Linked DNA regions of Oryctolagus cuniculus: region 1 is linked to region 2. Evidence: chromatin contacts called from public Hi-C data. All regions are on one chromosome and are shown on one strand. Each heading gives the region's core, a stretch centred on a gene start, on an enhancer-like site or on the middle of the called end of the contact. The rest is flanking DNA. Distances are from core to core; before and after follow the strand shown.

Region 1 (7,541 bases), core at 4,844-7,343, 67 kb before region 2:
CCGCGACTAGTCTCCACGGCGTCCAAGGTCACTGCACAGTACTCTCACGGCGTCCAAGGTCACTGCACAGTACTCTCTTCCTTAGACACAAGTCACTGGCAGTCTCTGCTTTGTGAGAAGAGAGTTGTCAAAGAATCCAAGGGCACATTTTAAAAGCTCTTCTGTTTTGTTCAATGCCGTGTTTTTGCATCTGGATTTGCTTGAAGCATAGAGCAGGTGCTTAAACACAGGTGGCCCCAGGTTGTATCTTGAAACATAAAATTTGTTGTATTTTTAAGAAAAAAAGAACACAAAATCAGTTAGAAAAGTTAATATTTGTTTATATTGGAAAATGCAACAAAGTTTTAAAGGCACGAAGAATAATACATAATCCTGAAAAACAGAATGTTCTTAAAAAATTGATTTCCTAACTTATCCTTCAATGTTTTTTCTATATATTTTGTCTATGAAGTCTTTGATAGTTTGTTCATCTGACAGTGATAATAATATTTTCTATGGCAAGACCACTAGGAACAAGATTTAATCTTTCTTCCCTCATGATTGATCAAAATTTTTTTAAAGCTGTATTTATTTATTTGAAAGGCAGAGTGACGGGGTGGGAGGATGGGCAGACCTTCTGGTTCACTCCCCAAATGCCTGCAACAGTGATGGGCCAGGCTGAAGCCAGGAGCCCAGAACTCCACTGGAGTCTCCCCCATGGGTGGCAGGGGCCTAAGCACTTGGGCCATCACCTGCTGGTTTCCCAGGTGCCTTGGCAGGAAGTTGGGTAGGAAACCTCTGTGTTGGGTCTTGAACTGGCCCTCCAGTATGAGACAGAGCTGTCCCAAGAGGCAGCATAACCCACTACACCACAACACACCCTCCAAAATTTGTTTTTTTATTATTGTCTGTTTGGAAAAGTTTCTTTCGCCTTCACTACTCAGAGGCATAATGTTTTAGGATTGTTGTGTGAAGACTGAGAAATCATATGAATATATGGAGCTCAAAATATTCAGAAACAATCCAGTTAGAAATGAGCAGAGGATCTGCGTGGACGTCTCTCAAAAGGAGAACTACAAACAGCTAACAAATACATTTAAAAATGCTCAATATCGCTAGCAGATAGAGATGCAAATCGGAACCGCAGAGAGGTATCGTTTCATTACAGCTTGAATGGCTATTATCAAAAAGACAACAAATAGCAAATGCTGGAGAAGACATGGCGAAGAGGGAACCCCTATCCACTGAGGGTGAGGATGCAAATTAGTGCAGCCATTATGGGGACCGCGATGGAGGTTCCTAAAAAACTAAAAATAGATCCACCACATGACTCAGCTATCCCACTTCTGTGTGTTTACCGGAAGGAAATGAAATCAGGATATGAGAGCAATACCTGCACTCACGTGTTCACTGCAACTCTCTCTACGACAGCCAGGATACAGAGTCCTCCTGCGTGTCCATGGGTGGATGAATGGATACATAACACGTGTCATGTGTACACAATGGAATATTATTGACCCACAAGGAAGAATGAGATCCTGACATTTGTAGCAAAATGGATGGGTCACTATGTTAAGAGAAATAAGCCAGATGCAGAGTCTCTCATATGCAGAAATTTTAAAAATAAGATGGTCGATCTGCACATGGAAGAGTGATTACTAGAGGCTGGGGAGGGTGGGGACCAGGTAGAGGGAAGTCGGGTAATGGGTATGAAAACTCAGAAGTAGCAAATTCTAGTGCTCCTTGGCACAGTGGAGTGACCATGGTTCGTAATCATGAATTATACTCTGTATAAAGAACTGGGAGAGAGGACCTGGGAGGTCCTAGACTCAAATAAAGATAAAGAAATGGGAGGGCTGGTTTCCTCGTTTGATCACTTTATGCTATGTATTTATGTTGCAATATTGCACTACACTGCAAAAAATGCACAATATTACATGTTAATCTATCTTCCTATCTATGTATCTGTCATCTAAGTATCTTTTTTTTTTTTTTAAGATTTATTTGAAAGAAACAGTTACAGAGAGATGGAGGGAGAGGCACAGAGAGAGAGAGAGATCTTCCATCCAATAGTTGACTCCCCAAATGACCACAACAGCCTGGGGCTGGGCCAGTCCAAAGCCAGAGCTTCATACAGGTCTCCCACATGGGTTCAGGGGTCCAAGAACTTGGGCCATTCTCCACTACTTTCCCAGGCACCTTAGCTAGGAACTAGATAGGAATTGGACCAGCCAGGCCATGAACTGAACTGGTGCCCATATGCGATGCCAGCGTTGCAGGCAGTGACTTTACCCACCATGCCACAACACTGGCCCCATTAATCAAAATCTTTAAAAAAAATAAAATAATTTTTAAAATTGAGTACAGAGGCCAGTGCTGTGGCATAGCGGGTAAAGCTGCCATCTGCAGCATCAGCACCCCATATGGGCGCCGGTTTGAGTCCCAGCTGCTCCACTTCCAATCCAGCTCTCTGCTATGGCCTGGGAAAGCAGTGGAAGATGGCCCAAGTCCTTGGGCCCCTGCACCCATGTAGGGGACCCAGAAGAAGCTCCTAGCTTCAGATAGGCATGGCTCTGGCCATTGTGGCCACCTGGGGAGTGAATCAGCAGATGGAAGATCTCTCTCTCTCTCTCTCTCTCTCTCTCTGCTTCTGCCCCTCTGTAACTCTGCCTTTCAAATAAATAAATAAATCTTTTTTTTAAGTATTTATTTATTTCAGAGAGAGAGAGAGCGAGAGAGAGAGAGCGAGCACTGTCATCAGCTGGTTCACTCCCCAAATGTCCATAACATGTGAGGCTGGACCAGGACACAGTCAGGAGCCAAGAACTTCTTGGTCTCCCATCTGGGTGACAGTGATCCAACTACTTGAGCCATCACCAATGCCTCTCAGGGTGTGTATCAACAGGAAGCTGTTATCAGGACTGGATCCTGAACTCGAACCCAGGCACATCCCAAGCAGTGGGTGTCTTCAGTAATGCACCAAATGCCTATTTCCTTTTATTAATTAATCCCTATTTCTTTTTATTAATTAGATGATGAAGTAACCCAATAGTTTATTCTTTACTGTTATTCAAGATCCTGTCATGGTCTTTAGGGTATGACCTGTGTTCTCTCTTGACAGAGAACTCACCAGAATTCTCTAGGTCAAGGTGCATGAGATGTCACTGGAGGTCACCTGATACGCTGGAAGTACTTTCAGTATGAATGCTGCTCTGTGTCTTTGCACATGTGTTTGCTATTTGTGGAACCGACACCCTGAAATACACACAGCGTTTACTGGAGTGCAGTCACGCCTGTCCGTTTACTCACGGTGTAGGGTTTGGCGGCCTTTGCACTACAGTGTCAGAGCTGAGTAATTGTGGCAGCAACAGCACTGCCTACAAAGCCTAAGCAATGTACTAAAATTCACAAAAAACCTGCAGACCAACCCCTTCCTTGGGGCAGTGAGAGACCCAGTTGCCCTCTTGACCCCACTGAAATTTTTTTGCGTCCTTAAGCCACACCACACCATCGACTGCCCCAGGAGCCACCTCCCTGCTCTGCCTGGAACCTTCCTCTGCACGCCCACGGTTGGTAGTGACGGGTCTTTTTCGTTTCTGCTGTTGTCCCCGGACTCTGCTGACTTCCTGTCAACGGGGACTCCATGTCTTCCCGCGGTGGGCAGGAACGTGGACCCTACGGCCACAGGACTGAACCTGGAGCCCAGGCTGGTTGCTGACAAGTTGTGGAAGTTCAGGTAAGCCACATAACCTCCTAGCGCCTCCATTTTCTGCTCTATAAAATGGGGATATTCCTAATAACTACCAGTGTGAGTTTTGAAGAGGGTTATGGGTATTGCAGGACTTATCTTCACCCAAAACTCATGCAAATGTTTAAACTCTGATGTCTTAATATTAATGGTTGATGGATTAAGGGTGGAACCTTGATCTAAGTGTGGCATCTGAGAGGTGGGTCTGGTGAGAGGTGTTTAGAGGCGTGCCCTCAGAGGGTGGTTCTCGCGAGAGTTTTGATTATTTTGAAACTGAGTTTGGCCTAGGTTCTCTCTCTCTTCCTGGTCACCATGCCATCCTGCCTCTGCCGCTGCCATGCGCAGCCCCCACAGACACTGGACTGTGGGATCTCCTGATCCTGAGCTGTAACCTCCCACTGTCACATGAAATAAACTCCCAAAGAAGCTCTTCTCAGGGATTTCGTTAAAGCAATAAAACACACACACACACACAGACTAATACTGGGATTAAATAAATGGATGTAGATAAAGCCCTAAGAACAAGGCCTGGCCCATGGTGAGCTCTGCGGCTAGGTTAGAGTTAGCTATTAATTACTCAATACTGTGTCTTCACAATCTAGCACAAGGACCTCAGCAAGTTTCTCTCTTTAACAAGTGAATTTGGCAGGGCTGGGGAGGGGGTTGGGGATGAAGCATTTGTAGAATGGAGACTTTATCTAGTTGAGTAAATAATGAGTATTTCATACTGTTCTTAATCTTTTCCAGACGCTGCTGTGTTTAAACGTTATGGACTTTAAGCTTGTAAGCTTGGCTTACAAAACAAAGACAAATCAGGTCTGCAAGTGTTTGAATCATTTTAACAAATTAATTGTTTTTTCCCCCTGTTTAGTATCTGTATTGTGCTGCCATGGCCCAGGTGAGACCTAGACATAGTATGAGTCCTATACCAGCAAGCTATTGCCACAATACTGCCTTGTATCAGATCACCCTAAAGTGCAATGACTTCAAAAAACAATTGTTCATTCTCACATAGGCATCTGTATATTGGCTGGAGCTCAGGTCATCTGAGTTGACCGGGGCCTCAAGTTGTGTATTGCATCTGGGTTTGGTCCACGGGTCTTGTCCTTAGAGGATGAGCATGTGCCTCTCATGATACTGTCAAGTACAAGAACAAAACCCACTGTGCAATCCCACTTCAAGGATTAGCCTGCTAACATCCTGTTGGCTGACATAAGTCACGTGGCCAAGTCCAACATTAGTGCTGCAAGGAAGAATATTCCATCTAGAGCAGGAGTGGGAGCAGAGTGCAGATTTTCTGAACACTTAATCTGAGCTATCCCAATAAAAATTACAATGAAAATCAAGCTAAAGTATAAAATAGAATTGTGACTTTCAAAGGGACAAAGACATGCAAGTACATGTGTTGAAATGAAAAACAACTTTTCTGATCATTTCTTTTGACTACCGAGGAGGGGGTATGGGGGTATGTGGCTTTAATTGTGTGTTTGCTCTGCATGTTGGGCGAGTCCATGTGTTTCAACTTTGGACCCTTGTGCCCAGCACATAGTAGGCATTTGATAAAGTTTGTGAAAGGCAGTGATTGGATTTTATAAGTGCAGAGCAATTGCATCAGGGTGTGATGACGCTACTTGCCCAGTTGCATGTGAAAGCCCACGCGACTTCTCTCACCAACTCCGAGGGCTCTCTGGAGGTGGCGCCTAGTTTGTCTGCTCCTCTGCTTTGTGAATGAAATCATTTTCTCAGCCTGATCATTGCTCAAGGAAATGCTTGCTTGGAAAATAATCCAAAGAAGAATGTAGACAAGCAAATAAATAGTTCAATGAACAAAAGATAAAGTGTGAATTAAAACCAGCTTTCAGAGCCTAACATTCTCTTTTCATCTTTTGTTTATTCAGTAATTATACAGTCAATTATAACCTGTACAAAAAGTTTTATATGCCTATTAGTCTATAAATATCTACAGTATATATGTATTTATAGATAAAGGGGGAGGAGATACTCAGGACTGAGCAAACATGTTCTGACACAGAAATAACTTTGCAAATACTGTGAGGTTCTGGATCTGCCATCACTGGTTTTTCCTGACCATGGGGAATCATAACCACCTTTTATTGAGAACCCAACAGGTACCACCCATGGTGCTAAATGAACTGTTTCTCCCTCTGTTCATATTGTTTTTCACCCATACAACAATACTGCCCCCACACCTACTTCTCTTCTACAGAGATTCAGGAAGTAGCTTGAGCTTGTATTTGAATTCCAAGATTTTTCAGGAAGGAATCGGGCTGTGTTAAAACAGGTCTGGCTGCAGGGGAGGACACTATGGCCTCGGCCGACAGAGTAGGCATGTTAATATCCCCCTGGCTACAGCATCTTTATCTCTTGTGCCAGAGTAAATGTCACAGAACACCAACCCCGGGGGAGCAGCGTTGGGTGCAGCCCTTCAAATGTTTGCGATGTATTTCCATTCTGTTCTCCTTCGGTTACTTGGTACACAGCTTCTTTTATTAGATGACTAGGATAGGTGTGGTAAATAGTTCACCTAGATCATCAGGTGCCTCTGGTTTGAAAATGCTGGCTCTCAGCGCTGTCAGTGAAACCCAGAGATGAAATCTTACAAGCGAAGGATAAAGGTTCAAGTAGTCTCCACTATGGGAAGGGCTTAATTAGCCGTGATTTTTAAAGCAGTATCTGCAGATGGAACAGATAAGATGTCTCCTGTCTGTCTGGTGCCTGCCGTGTGGGGGCAGCCTTAATTGAATCATGACTGTTAGCTTTCCTTGGCTGTGAATGAGGGCAGTAGCAGTTCTGATTCGGGTTTAGAAATTGTCCACAGGAAGATCAGGATGGCTTTGCTATCTCTGCTTCAGCCTGGAGATTTCTGAGGGAAAGAGCAGCAATCAGCCAGCTGGGTAATGACAAAAACAAAACAAAGCAGCCTTTTCCTAACTTCTAGGGTTTTCTGTTTTGTTAAAACATGCATTTAGGTGAATCTTTGTTCTACAGATACAGAAAAAATACAGGCCAACGGGTTTCTTCCTTTCCAGTTAAGAACAACCTTTAAAAGGCATCCAGGAAGAGTTGGCCCTGCTGTCTGAATTGCTAGTTGGGAGAACAAAAGAAGCAAGGGAAAGTTTGACTTGACTTCCTCTGCAATTTGTTTACATCATCGGAGCAGAAAGAATCTGGGGCCTGGCTCTCCACTTCCTGATGGAGACAGGGGAAAAAGAGAGAGAGAGAGAGCCTGGAGTGGGATTCGTGGGGATGCAAAGCGCTCCAAACGCCAGCGGCTGCAGCCCCAAGGGCAAAGGGAGAGGCCGCCGAGGAGCGCAGAGGCTGTGATGGCCAGGGTCCCCCACGCCGCCCCTGCCCCAGCCCTGGGGCTGCAGAGAGGCCGAGCAATGCCCGCCTGTGGCTAGGGAGTCCTTGGACCGCACGGCGTCTCAGCCCTGGTAATTCAAAGACCACAGTGTTGCCATGCAGTAGCCTTGAGCTGTGAGTGCTTCCTGGGCAATCCAGCGCCATGGGACTGGATCCAACGATCAGGTCCTGTGCACCTCTGCCCGCAGCCTGCGGAGTCAACCAATCCGGTCAGGCAACTTTCTGGGGGGTGGAGGTGTCCAGGTATGTACTTTATCCCTGGCAGCAAACTTCTGGGATTTTAGCCTAAGTTGTTTTCTGTGTCTCTAGGATCTTCTGCGCAGAACGTCTCTATCCCACCCACCCACCCACCCACCCTCACTTTTTCTTTTCTTTTCTTTCTTTCTTTTTTTTTTTTTATAAGAAAAACAACTCCAGGCAGCTGAGCTCA
Region 2 (6,886 bases), core at 3,564-6,063:
ATCTAATTTCCATTATGTTTTCTTCTTTAAGACATGGGTTGTTTAATTTATAGCTACTTTAAGCATTTTCATATCTTATTTTCCACAGCTTTCCCTACAATTACATTGTGGTCAAGGGAAAACAGATTGTATATACTTTTGTCTTTTTTTTTTTTCAAAGATTTCTTGTTATTTATTTGAAAGGCAGATTTACAGAGAGAGGTAGAGACAGAGAGAGAGTTCTTCCATCCATTGATTTATTTCCCAAATAGCTGCAACAGCCAGGGCTGGGCCAGGCTTAAGCCTGGAGCTAGGAGCTTCTTCCAGGTCTCCCACGTGGGTACAGGGACCCAATCACTTGGGCCGTCTTCTGCTGCTTTCCCAGGTGCATTAGCAGGGAGCTGGATCACAAGTGGAGCAGCCAGGACTCTAACCAGTGTTCATATGGGATGCCAGCGCTGCAGGCCGGGGCTTTAACCTGCTGTGCCACAGCGCTGGCCCCTATACTTTTATCTTTTGAAGTTTGTTGAGATCTGTTCCATTGGCCAGTGTGTGTGACAATTTTTGGCAAATGTTCCGTGGATATGTAAAAATGCATTGAGAAGTTAATATTTTGGTCTATAAACGTCAATTTGGTCAAGAGCATAAATAGTGCTGGCCAAAATTCCTGATTTCTTACTGTTTCATTGTCTTTAGCTGTCAGTGATTAACAGAGGTGTGTGAGTATTATTGCCTATCACTGTAATCATGTATTTCTTTATTTCTCCTCTGGGTCTGTACATTCAGGCTACCTTCCTAGGTACTTGTAGATTAAGAATTATTTTATTCTTCTGGTGAATATGACTCCTTTTGCTATTATAAAATATCTCTCTTGGGGCTGGTATTGTGGCGTAGTGGGTAAAGTCACCACTCGCAAAATGCTGGCGTCCCAAATGGGAGCCGGTTTGAGTCCTAGCTACTTCACTTTCTGACCCAGCTCCCTGCTAACGCTCCTGGGAAAGCAGCGGAAGACGGCCCAAGGGCTTGGACCCCTGTCACCCACATGAGAGACCTGGAAGAAGCTCCTGGCTCTTGGCTCCTCACTTCTGGCTTTGGTCTGGCCCAGGCCTGGCCATTGCTGCCATTTGGGGAGTGAACCAGCAGATGGAAGATCTCTCTCGCTCTCTCTCTTTCTCCCCATTTCTGTTCTTTCACATAAATGAAATAAATATTTTTAAAAAATCTCTGTATGTTACTTCTTTCCTTAAAAATTGACTTCATCTGAGCTGGTGCCGTGGCTCACTAGGCTAATCCTCCACCTTGCGGCACTGGCACACCAGGTTCTAGTCCCGGTCGGGGTGCCGGATTCTGTCCCAGTAGCCCCTCTTCCAGGGCAGCTCTCTGCTGTGGCCTGGGAGTGCAGTGGAGGATGGCCCAAGTGCTTGGGCCCTGCACCCCATGGGAGACCAGGATAAGTACCTGGCTCCTGCCATCAGATCAGCACTGTGTGCCAGCCGCGGTGGCCATTGGAGGTTGAACCAACGGTAAAGGAAGACCTTTCTCTGTCTCTCTCTCTCTCTCTCTCACTGTCCCCTTTGCCTGTCAAAAAAAAAAAAAAAAAAAATTGACTTCGTCTAATGTTGGAATAGCTGTATTAGTTTTCCTTTTGTTACTGTGTACATGCAATAGCAGTTTCCATCTTTTTATTTTTAAACTTTCTCCATCCTTATATTTGCAGTATGTCTCTCTTTTTTTAAAGATTTATTTATTTGAGAGACAGGGTTACAGACGGAGGGAGAGACGGATCTCCCACTGCTGATTCACTTCTCAGATGGCTGCAATGGCCAGAGCTGGGCCAATCTGAAGCCAGGAGCCAGGAGACAGAAGCTTCTTCCAGGTCTCCCACATGGGTGTAGGGACCCAAGCACTTGGGCCATCTTCCATTGCTTTCCCAGGCCATCAGCAGGAAGCTGGATTGGAAGTGGAACAGCCGGAACATGAACTGGTGCCTATATGGGGTTCCGGTTCTGCAGGTGGAGGCTTCCTCTACTATGCCACAGCGCCAGCCCCTGGGGTATGTCTCTTGTACACAGAACATAGTTGGGTTTTCTTTTTTCATTTAGCATGAAATCTGTCTTTTAATTGGAGTCTTTAATCCATTTACATTTAATGTAATCATTAAGTCAATATTAACATAATATTAGTATGCTATTAGTTCATTATTAACATAATACTAATATATTACTATTTAGAGTTTCCCTTTTTCTTTTACTGACCTTTTAAATTAAGGAGTATTTTTTAAATGATCCTTTTTCTCCTATTAGCTTATTATTTCCATATTTTCTTTTATTTAAAATCCTGATTAAAATTATTATGCCTGACTTGTCATAGTCTGATAAAACTGGCCTGTCTACTACTTCTCAGGAAACATGAGGCAGTGGGGTCATGTTCAATTCTTTTCTCTCGATGCCAGTCTTGTGCCGTTGCTGCCATGTCTTTTGATTCTCTACATATTTAAACCTCACAGGACATTATTATCTTTTGATACAGTGGATGGTCATTTAGATTTACTAACACATTTGTCTTTATGTCATTCTTCATTCTTTCCTAAATTTTTGTTTTTCTCTTAGACCATTTTCTTTTTCTCTTAAAAGACTTCTTTTAGTGAGGGGATGCTGTTAATGTATTAAGTCAGTTTTTGTTTTCCTGAAGACGTATTTATTTTGTCTTCGGTGTGGATGAGCATTTTTATTAAATGTCGAATTAAAGTTTGGCAACTACTTTCTCTCAGCTGCTGAATTCCCTCCCTCTCCCATCCCCCTCCCTCCCTCCCTGCCTCCCTCCCTCCCTGCCTCCCTCCCCCTCTCCCTCCCTCCCTTCCTTACCTTTCTCTCCCTCCTCCTCTCCCTCTGTTGTTTCCCAACTTTCCTTCCTTTCTGTTCTCTGGCTCCCATCAGCACTGCTGAAAAGTCAGCTGTCAGTCTCATTATTGCTTTCCATAAAAGTAGGACACCATCACTCTGGTCTAGGATGATTGATTAGATGATAGATAGATAGATTTGGTCTAGCGCTTGCCCAGTAAATGAAGTAGCCTGTGAGTAGCAGTTTAGCCATTTTCTGGAGAGAAGTTTTGGATCTGGAGCTTGGTTTCCCCAAATGATAACAGAGATAGCAACTCGGGATCAAAGGAGTGAGAGAAGATCAGAGGAAAAGCAGGCTACAATGAACAGTTTTAATGAAGAGGATTGGACCTCAAAAGATTAGCAGCATTCTGGGGCCAAAGGAAAGATACAAGGGGCAGGATGTCACTTTCTAAAAATAAGTGACCTCAGAACCCCTGAGACTGTGAGATCCAATACTAAGTTTGATTTCTCTGTGCTGTGTTGTAATTTCCAAAGTTACTGACATCCAGAGAAGTTGATCCACTTTGGCAACCTCAAGTAGCAAGTGGCAGGCTGAGATTCACACCTATGCCAACATACTCCAGATGCTACATTTTCCTTATTTCTCTATTTGAAGGGTAGCGAGATGGAGAGAGAGAGAGAGAGAGAGAGAGAGAGAGAGAGAGAGAGAGATCGTCATCGTCCTTCTACTGGTTCACTCCCCAAAGGCCTGCGACAGCCAGGGCTGGGCCATGCCAAAGCCCGGAGCCTGGAACTTAATTTGAGTCTCCAATGTGGCTGGCAGGGCCCGAGTATTTGAGCCATCACCTGTTACTTGTCGGGATGCACAATAGCAGTAACCTGAAACCCAGAGCAGAGCTGGGACTTGAACTCTGATATGGGGTGCAGATGTCCCAAGTGGCATCTTTGTTACTGCACCAAATGTTTGCCTCCAGATTCCACACTTTTAATCACAATACTGTAGAAAGGGCAGAGACTTTAAATTTTTCTTATTATAAGCCATAATAAGAAATATATCTTGAGACTTGGGTTTATAACACAAATAAACCTTTCACTAGTTTATATTACCTATGTTACTTGTGATGCATCTTGAGATCTATCCTATTCTGTTCTATTCTATTCTATGCTATTTTATTCTTTATGCTGGATTAACACTAACAGGTTGGTTTTCAGTTTAAAAGACAAACAATGACAGGGACTTACTGTAAGGATGAATAAAGTACTTTGGCAGGAAATGTTCACGGAAGGGCAAAAGAAGCCATTTCCTTTTATTTTCCCAGAATTTTAACCAGAAAACAGCTCTGGGTCACCCACTTTATTTTCCTACAGCTGGGAGCCTCCAGCAGACTCCTCACCACTCATCAGGCACTGACCCAGGGAGAACCCAGCCCGTCCTCTCTACACAGTGCAGGGTGTGTGGACATCCAGCATGGCTGCTGTGGGACGCCACAAACGGCCAGCCCAGGGCATCTCAGCCTTCTCGGCTCTGCTCTTCTCTGTTGAGCCACTGGAGAAGGCCACGATATTTCCTTCTGGGTCAGCACAAAAGAATAGCCTAGAATGGCCATTTCTTGGCTAACAGTGTTCCCGTGCTGATCTCTCAGGCTGTACTGCCACTGAGGGATTAATGAAAAATGCTTCCCTTCCTCCCCCCCAGAATGCCCTGTCCCGTCTTGCGGTTGACTTACAACATTTCAACTCCCGCCTCTTCCTTTCTCACCATCTCTTCTTCATGCTTAAACAGACTGCAGATTTGCAAAGGAAATGATTAAGCAAATCCAGCGATCTTGGCCCAGGGACCTGATTTTTCAAGGTTCTAGTTTTTGAGAGCTGAAGAAATCTTTTCGTTGAAGGATTTGCATGAGTTTTTTAGCCTTAGTCAGGGCTGGGGCATAATTTCCTGTTTTTGTATTCTCAAAACTGCTAAGCTACTTGTGAACAACTGGCCAGCCAAGATAGGGAGGGGGTGGGGGATGCGGGCAGAGGGCTGTGAGCCAAGGAGGGAGGAGAAAAGCTGTCCTGCTCAGGGCTGGCAGAACCTCTGTGAAAGTGACTTTTTTTTTTTAGGGCAATGAAGTAGGGACTCAGGCAGCAGATTCTAAATAGACATTGAAGGTGGGGGCATAGTGATAAAGAGGAGAAACAAATTCTAGAAGGAATTTTAATGGGCTGACCCTCAAAGAACAGTGGAATCCCAAAATGTTTCCAGAAGCACCGACATTTATTAGGTATTTACTGCATGCCGGGCACAGTGCTAACTGCTTTGTGTGGAGTGTGTCATTAAATCCCCATAGCAACTCAATGGAGTGGATTTCATTGTCATCTTCATTTTATGGATGAAAAGTGGAGTTTGAAGAAGTTAAAACTTGCTCAAGACCACATGGTTAGCAAGTAGCAGAAGTGGGATTTCAACCAAGGCCCATTTGCACCCTGAGCCTGTGTTCCGTTCCTAACCACAGCTCTGCTCTGAAGATAAGCAAGGTGCCAGGGATGTGCCGTGACCAAAACCCCATACACGTTCATTTACTCAGCCCGGGGTGGGAGGTGGGACCTCAACCAGGAACATTCCCTGAGCTTTCCTCTCTCGGTGCAGAGCCTCAAACTGGGGTGGGTGTTTGCTTGTTTGTTCGTTCTTGGATCCTCTGTGCAAACTTCTCTCCAAACTGCGTCTCTCGGGCTCCATGGCCAGCAGGCTTTGGGGTTGGGTCAGCCAGCAGGAAACACTGATGCTGAGATAGCTTCCCTGTCCCTCCTACCAACAGAAAGGCAACGCATCCAGGGAGCCCCCCAGGTCCCAGCTACCCCTGTGCAACCTCCTTTCCACTGGCCTGGCTGTCTCCTTCCCCCAGGGCGCTCAGGATCCCCAGCTCCTGTGACATCGAGCCATGCTGTCATAGCTTCCTTCTGGCTCTCCTTTCTGGGAGCCCCATGCTTGTCTTTGAACTCCTTCTGCACCTTGGAAATGAGTGACAATTTCCATATCCCTCATCCAGCTACTTGCAGGGGCTGGGTTTCCTGGCGAAGACCCTAAGTGAGAGGCAGACTCCGAGGTGGTCTTTTGGGTGCAGGTGGCTTGTGTGGGAGGTGATCCCAGGAAGCACAAGTGGGGGGAGAGGGGTGTTCATAAGTTGGTTGCTAATGTGGGCAGCTGTGGGTCAGTCTTGCTGAGGACCCAGGAGGGAACATGGAGACACCCCACCATTGTCCCATTGAGAGATGGGGAAGCCGAGATGTTTCTTTTCCATCTCTGATCCCTCATTAGTTGAGGTTTGTCCCTGGGGACACAACATTCCAGGTATTTCCAGAATGCCCCGCTGGTGGATTGCACACGCTCCCCCAGCCCCTGGGGAAAACCTGCTGAGAAGCAGGGAAAGAGCAAGGCCTTTGACGCGGGGAGCTGTCGGTGCTGAAAGAGATGGGGGAGGCCATCTGCAGAACCTTCTGCCGTGGCGACCTGGCTCAGAATGTAAGTAGGCACAACCAAGAAAAGCCAAGGGCAGACCCAGAAGCTTCACTTTACTTTAGAATGGGATGAACATGGGGCAAATCAAACATTCTTCTTTACTCCCCTCCACCCCTCCCTCCCTCCCTCCCTTCCTTTTCTTTCTGTATGAGCCAGTCAGCCAACTGGCTATCAACACGAGCAGAGACTGGATAAAGTTTAGGGGTGCTCTGACGACCTCGAGCCATGAAGGAGTAGCCACGTGCTCTGTGTCGGCTGTTGTCCTCTGCACCCTTCTCAGTGATGCCAGCGGAGGGAGCTCTTACCGCCTACCAGGCAATGTGCTTGCGTGCACCAAGGCCACTGTCTCCCTCACGCTTCTTAGCAGCTCTCTAAGTGCCACCATCATTCCCATTCGTTAAAGGACCAGACTAAGGCTCCACAAAGGCAGGTGATTTGCTCAAGATCTCACAGCCTCGGATCACAGGCGTGGGTCAGCTGGGTGGATGGTGGGGCTAGGTTCCAAATTTACACTTGTGACGCTCTGAAATGACCATTGAAGTGTTCTTTCAAGGGGGCTGAA

What was found. Hi-C and Micro-C count contacts between places; a contact is called where the count stands out from the background.
Region 1: a contact with region 2 is called in a Hi-C map of skin fibroblasts, with 2.6 times the contacts expected there. The contact joins two enhancer-like sites. A contact is called at or near these places in 2 of 6 Hi-C or Micro-C datasets (skin fibroblasts and an unstated tissue).

The regions. Positions count from the first base shown.
Region 1 is chr11:7,606,228-7,613,768 of mOryCun1.1, reverse strand. It overlaps LOC127487355 (a long non-coding RNA gene), which reads left to right. Exons shown (of 5, transcript XR_007914147.2): 2 at 3,644-3,715; 3 at 4,475-4,543. It overlaps LOC127487358 (a long non-coding RNA gene), which reads right to left. Exons shown (of 2, transcript XR_007914154.2): 2 at 7,534-7,541. Among named protein-coding and RNA genes, the nearest start is that of ZNF217, 190 kb to the left of the region's middle. Within about 2 kb of position 6,093, at least 2 of the 8 cell types and tissues checked have an H3K27ac peak or open chromatin away from gene starts, as enhancers often do.
Region 2 is chr11:7,538,473-7,545,358 of mOryCun1.1, reverse strand. No RefSeq gene overlaps it. Among named protein-coding and RNA genes, the nearest start is that of BCAS1, 120 kb to the right of the region's middle. Within about 2 kb of position 4,813, at least 4 of the 8 cell types and tissues checked have an H3K27ac peak or open chromatin away from gene starts, as enhancers often do.